Regions from separate parts of the Sus scrofa genome. Here region 2 is linked to region 1. A link is a contact called in public promoter capture Hi-C data. All regions are on one chromosome and are shown on one strand. The core of a region is the stretch at or near the end of the contact, and the rest is flanking DNA. Distances in the headings are between cores, read along the strand shown. Region 1 holds the start of PPA2 (inorganic pyrophosphatase 2, mitochondrial). Region 2 holds the start of TET2 (methylcytosine dioxygenase TET2).

The links. Promoter capture Hi-C pulls out the DNA fragments that hold promoters and counts their contacts.
Region 2: a promoter capture Hi-C map of liver shows a contact between it and region 1, with 13 times the contacts expected there. The contact joins the promoter of TET2 here to the promoter of PPA2 in region 1. A contact is called at or near these places in 3 of 5 promoter capture datasets (fetal liver, fetal skeletal muscle and liver), 19 of 47 Hi-C or Micro-C datasets (alveolar macrophages, blood, brain and 12 more) and 2 of 2 datasets of contacts at active chromatin or transcription factors (alveolar macrophages and skeletal muscle).

Annotation. Positions count from the first base shown.
Region 1 is chr8:116,246,731-116,251,954 of Sscrofa11.1, forward strand. It overlaps PPA2 (inorganic pyrophosphatase 2, mitochondrial), which reads left to right and starts at 2,801. Exons shown (of 12, transcript XM_021101713.1): 1 at 2,801-3,046. The coding sequence starts at 2,866.
Region 2 is chr8:116,543,920-116,549,290 of Sscrofa11.1, forward strand. It overlaps TET2 (methylcytosine dioxygenase TET2), which reads right to left and starts at 3,057. Exons shown (of 11, transcript XM_013978993.2): 1 at 2,582-3,057.

The sequences.
Region 1 (5,224 bases), core at 1,551-4,050:
TTCTCCAAAGACATATGGATGGCCAGGAGGCACGTAAAAGAATGCTCAACATCACTAATTACTATAGAAAAGCAAAACAAAACTACAATGAGGTACCACCTTATACTGGTCAGAAGGGCCATCATTAGTAAGTCTGCAAATAACAAATGCTGGAGAGGGTGTGGACAAAAGGAAACCCTCATTCGCTCTTGGTGGGAATGTAAATTGGTAAAACCACTAGGGAAAACAGTACGTAGGTTCCTCAGAAAATTAAATATAGAACTACCACATGATCCAGCAATTCCACTCCTGGGCATACATCCAGACAAAACTTTCATTCAAAAAGATACATGCACTGGTATGTTCACAGCAGCATTATTCACAATAGCCAAGACATGGATACAACATAAATGTCCAACAGATGAATGGATTAAGAAGATGTGCTATATATCTACAATGGAATACTACTCAGCCATAAAAAAGAGCCAAATGCCATTTGCAGCAACATGGATGGAACTAGAGATTCTCATATAAAGTGAATTAAGGCAGAAAGAGAAAGACAAATACCATATGATATCACTTACATGTGGAATCTAAATATGGCACAGATGATCCTACCTACAGAACAGAAACAGAATCACAAATATGGAGAACAGACTTGTGGCTGCCAAAGGGGAGAGGGAGAGGGACTGGGAGGGACTTGGAGTTTGGGATCAGCAGATGCAAACTATTACTTTTAGAATGGATAAACAACAAGGTCCTAGTGTATAGCACAGGGAACTGTCTCCAATCTCTTGAGGGTAGAACATGATGGGAGGTAGTAAGAGAAAAGAATATATACATATATTACACATATACATATATGTATAACTGAGTCACTTCACTGTATAGCACATGCGGCATATGGAAGTTCCCAGGCTAGGGGTCGAATTGGAGCTGTAGCTTCCAGCCTACACCACAGCCACAGCAACATGGGATCCAAGCTGCATCTGCTACCTACATCATAGCTCAGGGCAATGTTGGATCCTTAACCCACTGAGCAAGGCCAGGGATGGACCTCACATCCTCATGGATACTAGTTGGGTCTTAACTTGCAGAGCCACAATGGGAACTCCCTGATAACCTTTCATTTATTAGCCAATTTTTATTACAGTAAATTAAGAGATTATTATTATTATTACTATTTTTTGTCTTTTCTTGAGCCGCTCCCGTGGCATATGGAGGTTCCCAGGCTTGGGGTCGAACCAGAGCTGTAGCCGCCGACCTACACCACAGCCACAGCAACACGGAATCCGAGCAGCGTCTGCGACCTACACCACAGCTCATGGCAACGCTGGATCCTTAACCCACTGAACAAGGCCAGGGATCGAACCCACAACCTCATGGTTCCTAGTCAGATTCATTAACCACTGCACCAGGAGGGGAACTCCCAAGATTATTATTTCTAAAATGACTTCTTTTAATTAAAACTATTTCACTTAGTTTTTGCAAAAATCATAAGTGCACTTTTTGCCTCCTTTTGTAAAATTACTATTTATTTTTAGTTCATCTTTAATTACAAATTTATTGAGGTATCATTGATGTACATTACATAAATTTCAGCTGTAGAACATAAAATTACTGCTCTTCCTGTTTTTGTTGTCATAGACTGAATAACCAAAATATTTAATTTTCTTTAAAAGTTTTAATTTCTACTTTTAAATATCTTATTTACTGCTGTCTTCTGGATTCTCCCACTCTGATTTATTACAAGAATTGACCTTAATGTTTGACCACAAAGTCACCCATAACCTTGACAAGGGGGAAGCCATTTGGACTGAGATGAGAAAAAAAAACAAAAACAAAAACTGAAAGAAGACTGAAGACATGAAGACTGTGCCTGTGGACAATGTTCCCATATTTTTTTCTGGAAAGCCAATAACCAGAAGTTCACATGAGAACGATTTGGTAGAAAAAGGGTTCCAGGAACAATTTGACTCAACAATAAAGGAGCCATTATCTAGGAAGGCATGATGGATGCTCCATCCTTCAAAAATACTTAATCTCAAATCTTTTAAAATTTTTCTTATTTTTTTTTTGGGGGGGGTTGGCCGTCCCCCGTGAGAAGCAGAAGTTTCCAGGCCAGAATGAAGCCGTACCACAGCAGTGACAATGGATCCTTAACCCACTAGGCCACCATGGGACTCCCTAAATCCCAAATCTCAAGTATTTGGTAATCTGTACAATCCAGGGAGCGGCAGGGTGAAGTAGGGAATGCGATTAAGTTCACAAAACACATAGGCACAGTACGAAGTGCCATTGTATAAATGAAAATGTAAGAAAAAGAAAATATAAATCACCTCTACTTGGGTTAAATGCAAAAGGGCTTCATGGAGGAGAAGGCATCTGAGGAAGTTACACGTTCCCCGCCCGCCCACTTAAATCAGTGTCAAGGTCAAGTCTTCGCAAGGAGGCCTTATCATTACGTCTCCTACAGATATTTTTGTGCGTGCACATGCTTGCGTCCTACATTGAAGAGGATCTAGAACAATGCTTAGGAGAGAGTAATCACTCAATATTATAATTATAATAAAAAATGATAGTAAATATCGACTGGATGAGAAAGGAGTGTAGGCATATATGCATTAAAGAACAGTAAGCTCCTCAGGGGTGGTGGACGTTTTCCTGTTCACTTCTGAACCCTGGCCTCGCTGCGGGTACAATGTGCATTATCGGCAATTTGCTCGGCGCTCTAATTTCGATAATCAGTCTCCAGGGCCCGGCCTGGCGGGGGCGGGGTTATAAACCCCCGGCCGGGAGTGGAGACTCCGGGCGGTAGGAGGCGCCGGCGCGCGGCCGGGCCAGTCCCCGGCACCACCCGCGCGAAGCTGGACCGCGGTCGACGCCATGCGTGCTCTGCTGCAGCTGCTGCGCACAAGTGGGATCCGGCGCGCCGGCGCCCCTGCTGTCGCAGCCGCGCGTCTGCCGCTGGGAGCTAGCGCAGGGCCCGGGCCGCGCCGCGCCATGGCTCTGTACCGCACGGAAGAGCGCGGCCAGCCCCATTCGCCCGATTACCGTCTCTTTTTCAGTAAGTAGTTCCCGGGAACCCCACCTCGCGGCGCGCCTGAGGCCCGCGATGGGACCTGTGCCCCGTACCCCCCGCGCGGTCCCCATCTCCTCCTTCTTTCGGGCCCGCTGCAGTGGCCGCGCGGTCCAAGCAACCTTCCCGCTTGGGGCGTGGGGGGGGGGGGCGGTGCGCCGAGCCTCCGGCGATTGGCCAGCGCTGAGCTGCCAACACTGGGGCGGCGGACTAAGTCCCCGAACGCGGAGCGCAGAGGCGCAGAGCGGGAGGCGGGGTCACGCCAGGTTGTCTTAGAAGCAGCCAGCCGCCCTCCGCATGCCGGGGGCGGAGCGCGTGGGAGCGCGCCGTCACCCTTCGGCCGCCGGTGACCGTTTGCCCAGCTCCCGCCGCCGTGCTGGTTTCGCGTAACCTCGTTGTGAACGCGGAGGGGCACAGTCCGCCCGCCAGCCCGCCCTCCTGGGGGGCGTGACAAAGCGTCTGCTGGGAAGGGCCGCCAACGATTGGAGAGGCTGGCGGAACTTCGGAGACGCCTGGTCCAGCGGCTGTGTTTCGGCACTGGGGGGCGGGGACTTGAGGAAGGATCTCCCAGCAAAGTGAATTGATATTCCAGGTTTGCACCTTGAATGTGGTCCACAGTCCGGAGGAACCTCTTTGGTTCTGCAGTAGCCCCTCCTTTTCCCCAAATTGAGCCAGCCCCAGAGGGCAAAGCGAATTGGGGCACTGACCTGGCTGACTTAAGATAGGAAATGACCGTGGTGTCCGTTATTCTCATTTCACTGTGAAGGTTAGCCATGATAACCCTGATATTTCACTGTGAAGGTTAGCCATGACGTGAAATAGGGGGGTTGGTTAATTGCCTTCATGCTCTTCTGATTTCAGAGCCCTGAAGGGAGTGGTACCTTTTTTCTGTGAAGTCGGCCTTGCCTTATCGCCCACTTTTTAGGGACACCAGCTGTGGAGATTTTCAGATCTCAGCTCCGAGTCCTGGAGTCTTAGCTCTGTGACCTTGGAGGAGCTTCCTTATCTTGCGAAACCTTAGTTTTTCCTCATCTGTAAAATAGTGCTGTGAGAACTACAAGACAGTATATACAAAGTGATTAGTCACAGGGCCTAGCATATAAATGACTATTATTAATAATACTTGTGGTCATTATTGATACCTATAATTTGTAAAATGTTTACGCATATGCTACTTGAGTGTTTTATAGGAGAGAAAACTGAATCTGGGGTAGTTTTGTGGTTATAATGCAGCTGATGGTAAAAATCCCAATTTTCTTTAAAATTGGCTGCATATATTCTTCGATCCTTATTAGGTCAAGACTGATCAGGTGGAGAAGAACCATTAACAAGAAGACCCAAATTTCTAAAAGGATTGTTCCAAAAGGACAATTTGAGGAATGGCTTTCCATAGAAAGTGTTTTAAAAATGACAGGTTTTTTAAGTAGATAAAAGCTGTCTAACTCATAAGACGGTGAAAGTATTCTATATTTGCGGCACATACAGTGATAAATGATAGACCAAAAAAAAAGAAATATTTATGAAGTGGGCTAGATGCTGTTAGATGTGGCACTGAGGAGATTTTAATTATGGGCCCTGAGCTCAAGAGATTCATAGTAGCAATATAATTAATTAAGGAAAATACAAAAGCACTGAAAAATACTTATTTGAATGTTGGCTGAGAAAAAAGCAGTCTAAAGGCTCCTGGAGCACTGGCTTTGGAATGGGGAGCCCTAGGCCTTAATTCTGGCTCTGCAGTAACTCTCACTGTGCGGTTGGGCAGGTGATTGCTTCAATTCTTACATGGCCAGTTCTTTTAACTGTAAAATAAAGCAGTTGACCTACCAGTGACCCTCAAGGTCCTTCTTAGTACCGAAATTCCTTAAAGGTATTAGATGAATAACAGATATGCCTAACATCTCTTGGCACAGGGCCTGTTAGGGCATTTCTGAAGCTGTATTGGGCTTTTGCTGTGGTTTCTTTAACTACAAGTGATTTCAGACTCATGATTTTTCTGTAGCTAGAATACAGTGAATAAAATTTTTTTTTCACTCGGAATAAAAGACAAAAGAAGAAAAAACGTTTTGCTGAGGAAAATGGGCAAGAATTGGAAGAAAAGGAGGGTGGAGTTTGGGGGAGGGGCCAGGGGGTGAGAGAGTCTTTGCAAGGCACTGTTGGCTTAAACAA
Region 2 (5,371 bases), core at 1,807-4,306, 300 kb after region 1:
GGAAATCTCACTTATAGTTCACATTCGACCTTCCTAGGAGTCTATCCAGCCCACGATTTATTTTGCTGTAGGTACAGAACTCTCCATAGAAACTCTGTTAGCTTAGTATCTCTAGACAAGCAGTCCCAGTGAGAGAGATTCAGCAAGACTCGTGTGATGATGATGATGGTGGGGAAGAAGAACGAGAAAGAGAAGAAGAGCAAAGAGGAGGAGAAAAGGGACACCCGGAGCAAGGCAGAGAGATAACAAACCGAAGAGAGCAGCCAAGAGAGAAAGAGAAATTTGGACGGGACTGTTAGAAATCTGCTCTCTACTTCTCAGCTTCTTTCCCGGGATTGGGTTTCATTTCTTTCGGCGCCCCTGACCTTGCAGTCTTCCAACTCTCCACGCTGCCCCCCTCCTCCCTCCCGCCCGCCCCCTCCCCCGGCCTGCGCCTGCCTTTGTGTCTGCCTGTCACTTACCGGGGAACCCGACGAAGCAGATTCGGGAGAAGCACAAAGCCAGGACACAGATTTGCCCACAAATTCTCTTACACACATTCCCCAGGCTGGAAGGTCCAGCCCGACGCGGAGCTGCTGTACCTTGAGAAAAGTGGGTTCGGGTCTTGTTGGGGGAACCAGAGAAACTATTCTTCCCTCTCTCGCTCAGCACCACTAACAAAACGCGCGGACTTCAGGAAAAAACAAAACCCCACTGAGTGGACTCCAGTCCCAGGCGCTGTGACACTCGCTGAGCGCGCCCCCCGAAAAGGGGACGCGGGGCAGAAAGGGGCGGACGCAATCGCACACCCAGACCCAGACCCCCAGCGGAGAAAAGGGTCGAAGCTGCTCTGTCAGGGTTCTTCCCGGGGTGGGTGAGCATAAACCAGAGACTCCTTTGCCTTCCACGAAGGGAAGGGGGTGGGGAAGATTCCAGGGAAAAGTCGTGCCCCCCAAAGCTGAACTATTTTAGAAAGGCAAGCAGAGAAAAATCACTTTCCGGAGGATAAAAGGCCGGGAAAGCGGCCGGCCGGACTCACAAAGGTAAGTTTTCTGGGGGACGAGGACACGAGCATTAGCAGGAGAGAGAAGAGAACACTGAACTACAGGTTTAAGGGGGGGGGGGTGGAATTAAAACTATATTTGTCAGCCATGTTGAAGAGGCTCCAGTAATTTGTGAAGCTTCCCTCTTCCCTCTTGGTATTTGTGGGTGACACTGCTGGCTGGGCTCCCCCGTCCCCGCAAGCCCGAGAGAAAGCGAAGGGGAGAGGAAAGGGAGAGTTCCGCGGCATAAGAGAAGCGCTCTGACCTCGTTCTCGTCCCTCAGCCTTGCAGCAATCCAGCAGTTGCAGTCGGGTCTCCTTTCTAACAAATCCTAAAGGGCAGCCATCTTGCTTCCTTCTGCTTCTCTACGAAAGCAGCCTAGCCTCCGCATCAATATTCATAAGGCAGTTTGACGTCTGTTCTCATCACTCGGCTGGGCCGGCGTCTCGGGGCGGCCGCTGCGAGGGGGCGGACGTGACTCGCATGCGAGCCGGGCCAGGGCGCGCGGCGCTCGCGAGGAGGCGGCGGGGCCGCCCGAGCTCTCGCCGCTGCCGCCGCTCTCCTCCTCCTCCTCCGCCTCCTCCTCCTCCTCCGCCCCGCTTCCTCCTCCTCCTCCTTCTCCGCCGGGCCGCCTCCTCCCCCTCCGCCGGGCCGCCGCCTCCTCCGCCCTGGCCTCTGTCGCCGCCCCGGGGCCCTCGGCCCCGGCTCCCGGGAATCGGCCCCCGGCCCCGCGGCTCCCCGCACAAAAGCCGGCGGCACCTGGAGCCGAACGTGGGGGCGCGCGGTCGAGGCCGGGACTGGGGAGCGAGCCGGCGAAGCGCTGCGCTCTGAGGAGCGCGCGGGCTCCAGGGAACGTCCGGCCTCCGGACGACGCCGCCGTCAGACCCGGGGTTCCCCGGGGACCCTCGGATAGGTCTCTACCCGGGTGAAGGCTCCAGGCAGGCGCAAAGGGGGAGGCGGCATGTGTCCCTGGCACGAGGATGCAAGACCCTAGCTTAACCTTTGAAACTTTTTGTTGGTGCCGTTCCCCTCCGCCCCCTTAGACTAGGTGCACACCCCCCTGCTGCCTGGCACCCTCCCTGACTCCCACCTCCTGGCAGGTATGCCCTCACGCACCCCAGCGCGCACCCAGGTCTGCCCGCTCGAGCCCGCACCCCACCCCCTGGTAGGTCCACCAGCCCCTCTTCGCCCCCGCTTTGGCATCCTCTCTACACAGTCCCTTTAATCTCGCTCAGCAGAAGCACTCCCGAGTTTCTTCGAGGGCATGCCCTTAGTGCTTTAGGGGTCTGTAGTTTTAAAGACTCGACAAATTAGGAAATTGACCGAGGCCCGCTTCTCCCCGCCCCGGCCCACCTTCTGTTTACTTTGGCCACGTGGGCTGGGAAGGATTCACGCAGATCCAAGAGGGCTTTCTAAGCAGCGACTATCTACATCTCGCTTGATTCAGTTTGTAAGAAATAAACCTGCACTTTCAAGTGCTTAAGAGCATCTATTTTGGAAAAAGAAAAAATTCAGTCTCATAATTAAGAAATGAAGAAATCGACCCATAAACAACTAACCTCCAAAAGGCGATCACTCGATTTCTCCTGACGTTCGTAGTCTACAACTGCTCGCATTCATTGACAGTTTTTCTTTTCTATCGCCTAGTCGTTTTTACTTCTCTTTTAATGCTTTTCCGCACAATCATATGTTTAATGTGACGATGAGACAAAGAACAAAGCCCACGTGAATCGTTATATCAGTTTTTGAGATTTGCTCTCTACCTTTAAGAAGTTCTCACTTTTATCAAATTTCAAATACATATTTGGGGCACATCTTTTACGGGATCGCTACATTGTGATCATGATACTCTTAAGTCAACACACGTTATTCTGTGTCGTTCACTTTTTTGTCCATAATTTTTTTTAGAAGTGAAGTCTTTCTCTAATTTTAGGAAATTAGAATATTTCCTCTTTGAAAAGGGCTGGAAAAAAAGGAACTCTAATGTGTTATGTTGTTACGAGAAAAGTGTTTAAAGTAGGTTCTAGTGAAACATTGTTTATTCCATTTTGAGACAAATTGACTTAGATTTTTGATTTCGCACTAGTCTAAGCAAAACTGTTTGTTTCCCTAAGCATGTAAAATGAATTTCTGTCTTTTCTAACTGCACACTAATACGTCATTGAAGTCTTGGCAACTGCTAGGAGGCTTTAAACTGTTTAGGAGGTGCCTTGTAATTTGTTTTTCAAGTTCAAAAAGTAAAGTTTTCAAAGACTATGATGTACATTCGTATAGTGCATGGTACAGCAGAATTGGGACCACGTGGACTTTGGAGTCTGACAGACCTAGATGAATCTTGACTCCACCCCTTACTAAATGTGTGACCTTGAACATTCTACTTAGCTGTTTTGTGTATCAGTTTCCTCATCTGTTAAACACCCTCTGAAACAGTGTGGTTGTGAGGATTAAATAAAACAACTGGTAAGTGCCCAGGTAGTTATTACTATTACCAATCATAAGCCATCTATTTTCAGGGGTTTTCCTTGATTCACTAGCAGTATACAAGTAATTATATCATTGTCTTCTTAAAGTACATGTAGCAAATATTGTATTCACGTGTGTTTGATAGAAACACCTACGTGTTCCCTTAGCTATTTACAAGATAATTGGGAAAATGATGCTTAAGCTCACTCCCTTCTCATTTCATCTTTTAGACCCTTCTTTCTGTTGTAACAGGTAGTTCCCATATAGCTGGAATCACACTTGGCTAGCAGTTGATTTTGCAACAGGCCCTGAACCTTTTCTTGCCAACTTCTTTCTCTGAACCTCCACCCCACCCTTAACCACCATGACATCTGCTAATTTAAAAGAAAATGCATTACTCCTGTTGGTTATTGTGACTTTTCCACAGCAAAATAAATAAATAAAATTCTAATAGTCTCCAAGTGTAAAACATTTTAGTGAAATTATATATTTTTGATTTTTAAAAAGTTCTTTCTTAGTTGCTATTTCTGGGAAAGAAAAGCTGTAGTTGCACATGATCAGTTGTTTGCTGCACTTCAGTGCACATTTGGATGGGTAATTCAGAGCCAGCTTTTATTTTGTGCATTCTAGAGATTCCTCCTCCTATAGGTGTGGATAATCTATTTTTAAAAGATAATTTGTTGTTTTAACAACAGTAAATTGTTACCAAATTCCTTACCACTTTTCCTCCAACTAGAAAGACCAGTACTGCTCCTACACAGAAAAATCTTTGCTTTCTTATTGGGGGTGAAGGGCGGGGGGAGACAAATAGAACAGGTTCCACGACATGCTATTTTGTGTTAGAAATTTGACTTGATTGGCCTGGGCACCTGATGTCTAACTTAGTTGCTCAGTCTCTAAGCCTGTTAGGGTGGAGGCAGCTTCCTGTATGCTCTGTCCTTTAAAGAGTTGGCAACAGCAGCTTGCTTTACAATGCAAATTTCTTGTATTAACAACAGCAAAAATAGGTGATTCTTAATTTCCTCTCCACCTGGAGAATAGGAAATTTCTTTAAGGACTTAATTTTCTCTTTAACATAGAGAAATAGTTGTGATACATACTCCTTTGAAAGAATTATGGTGGTTTAACAAAAACATTAAATCATAGCCTGTTGTTTCCCATCTCCAAAAACATATTTCTGAAGTATGACATATAAAGATTCTCTGAGTACTTAAAAGACAATTGACCTTGAAGCAGCACAGCAGTCATTGCTATGAAGGGGCCTTGTTTCTTTTGTCTAATGATATTACTGCACACCATACAAAGGTATATATTTAACATAAGCAGAATGCCTATTTAAAAAAACTCCAAGAGATAAAACATTTAGTCATAACTCTTTAAATTATTGATACAAATTACTTTATTAATACAAACTATTATTTTCTAAAATCAAGGATCACAGTATTATGAGAAACTTAATAGACACTCATTAATATGATTTGTACTTTTTTCTGATCTTGTTTCATATGGTTAAATTATCCTTCTAAAATTTGGAAATTAAAAAAAAAGATACAAATGATATAACCCTAACTTACTCAAATCAGGAGCTACCCAATGGGGGTATTGATATTATGGGAAAAAATGAAATGTCAGATGAAACTCAAAAGTCTAGCCCTGTTAAAATATTGCCAAAGGCATTATAAAGAGAACATTAGGATCATTAGCGGAACTGCCACTAAACATCATGGAACTGCCTCCAGAAGTATTGCAAGTGTCTTGCTAATATCAATCTCTTTTCTTCTCATAAATTCTCACTTTACAATATAGTAACTACTCTTATTCTCATCCAAATTTGGGAACTCATTTAATATCCTACTTTCTTTTGAGAAACTAATTTTTAACTTCAA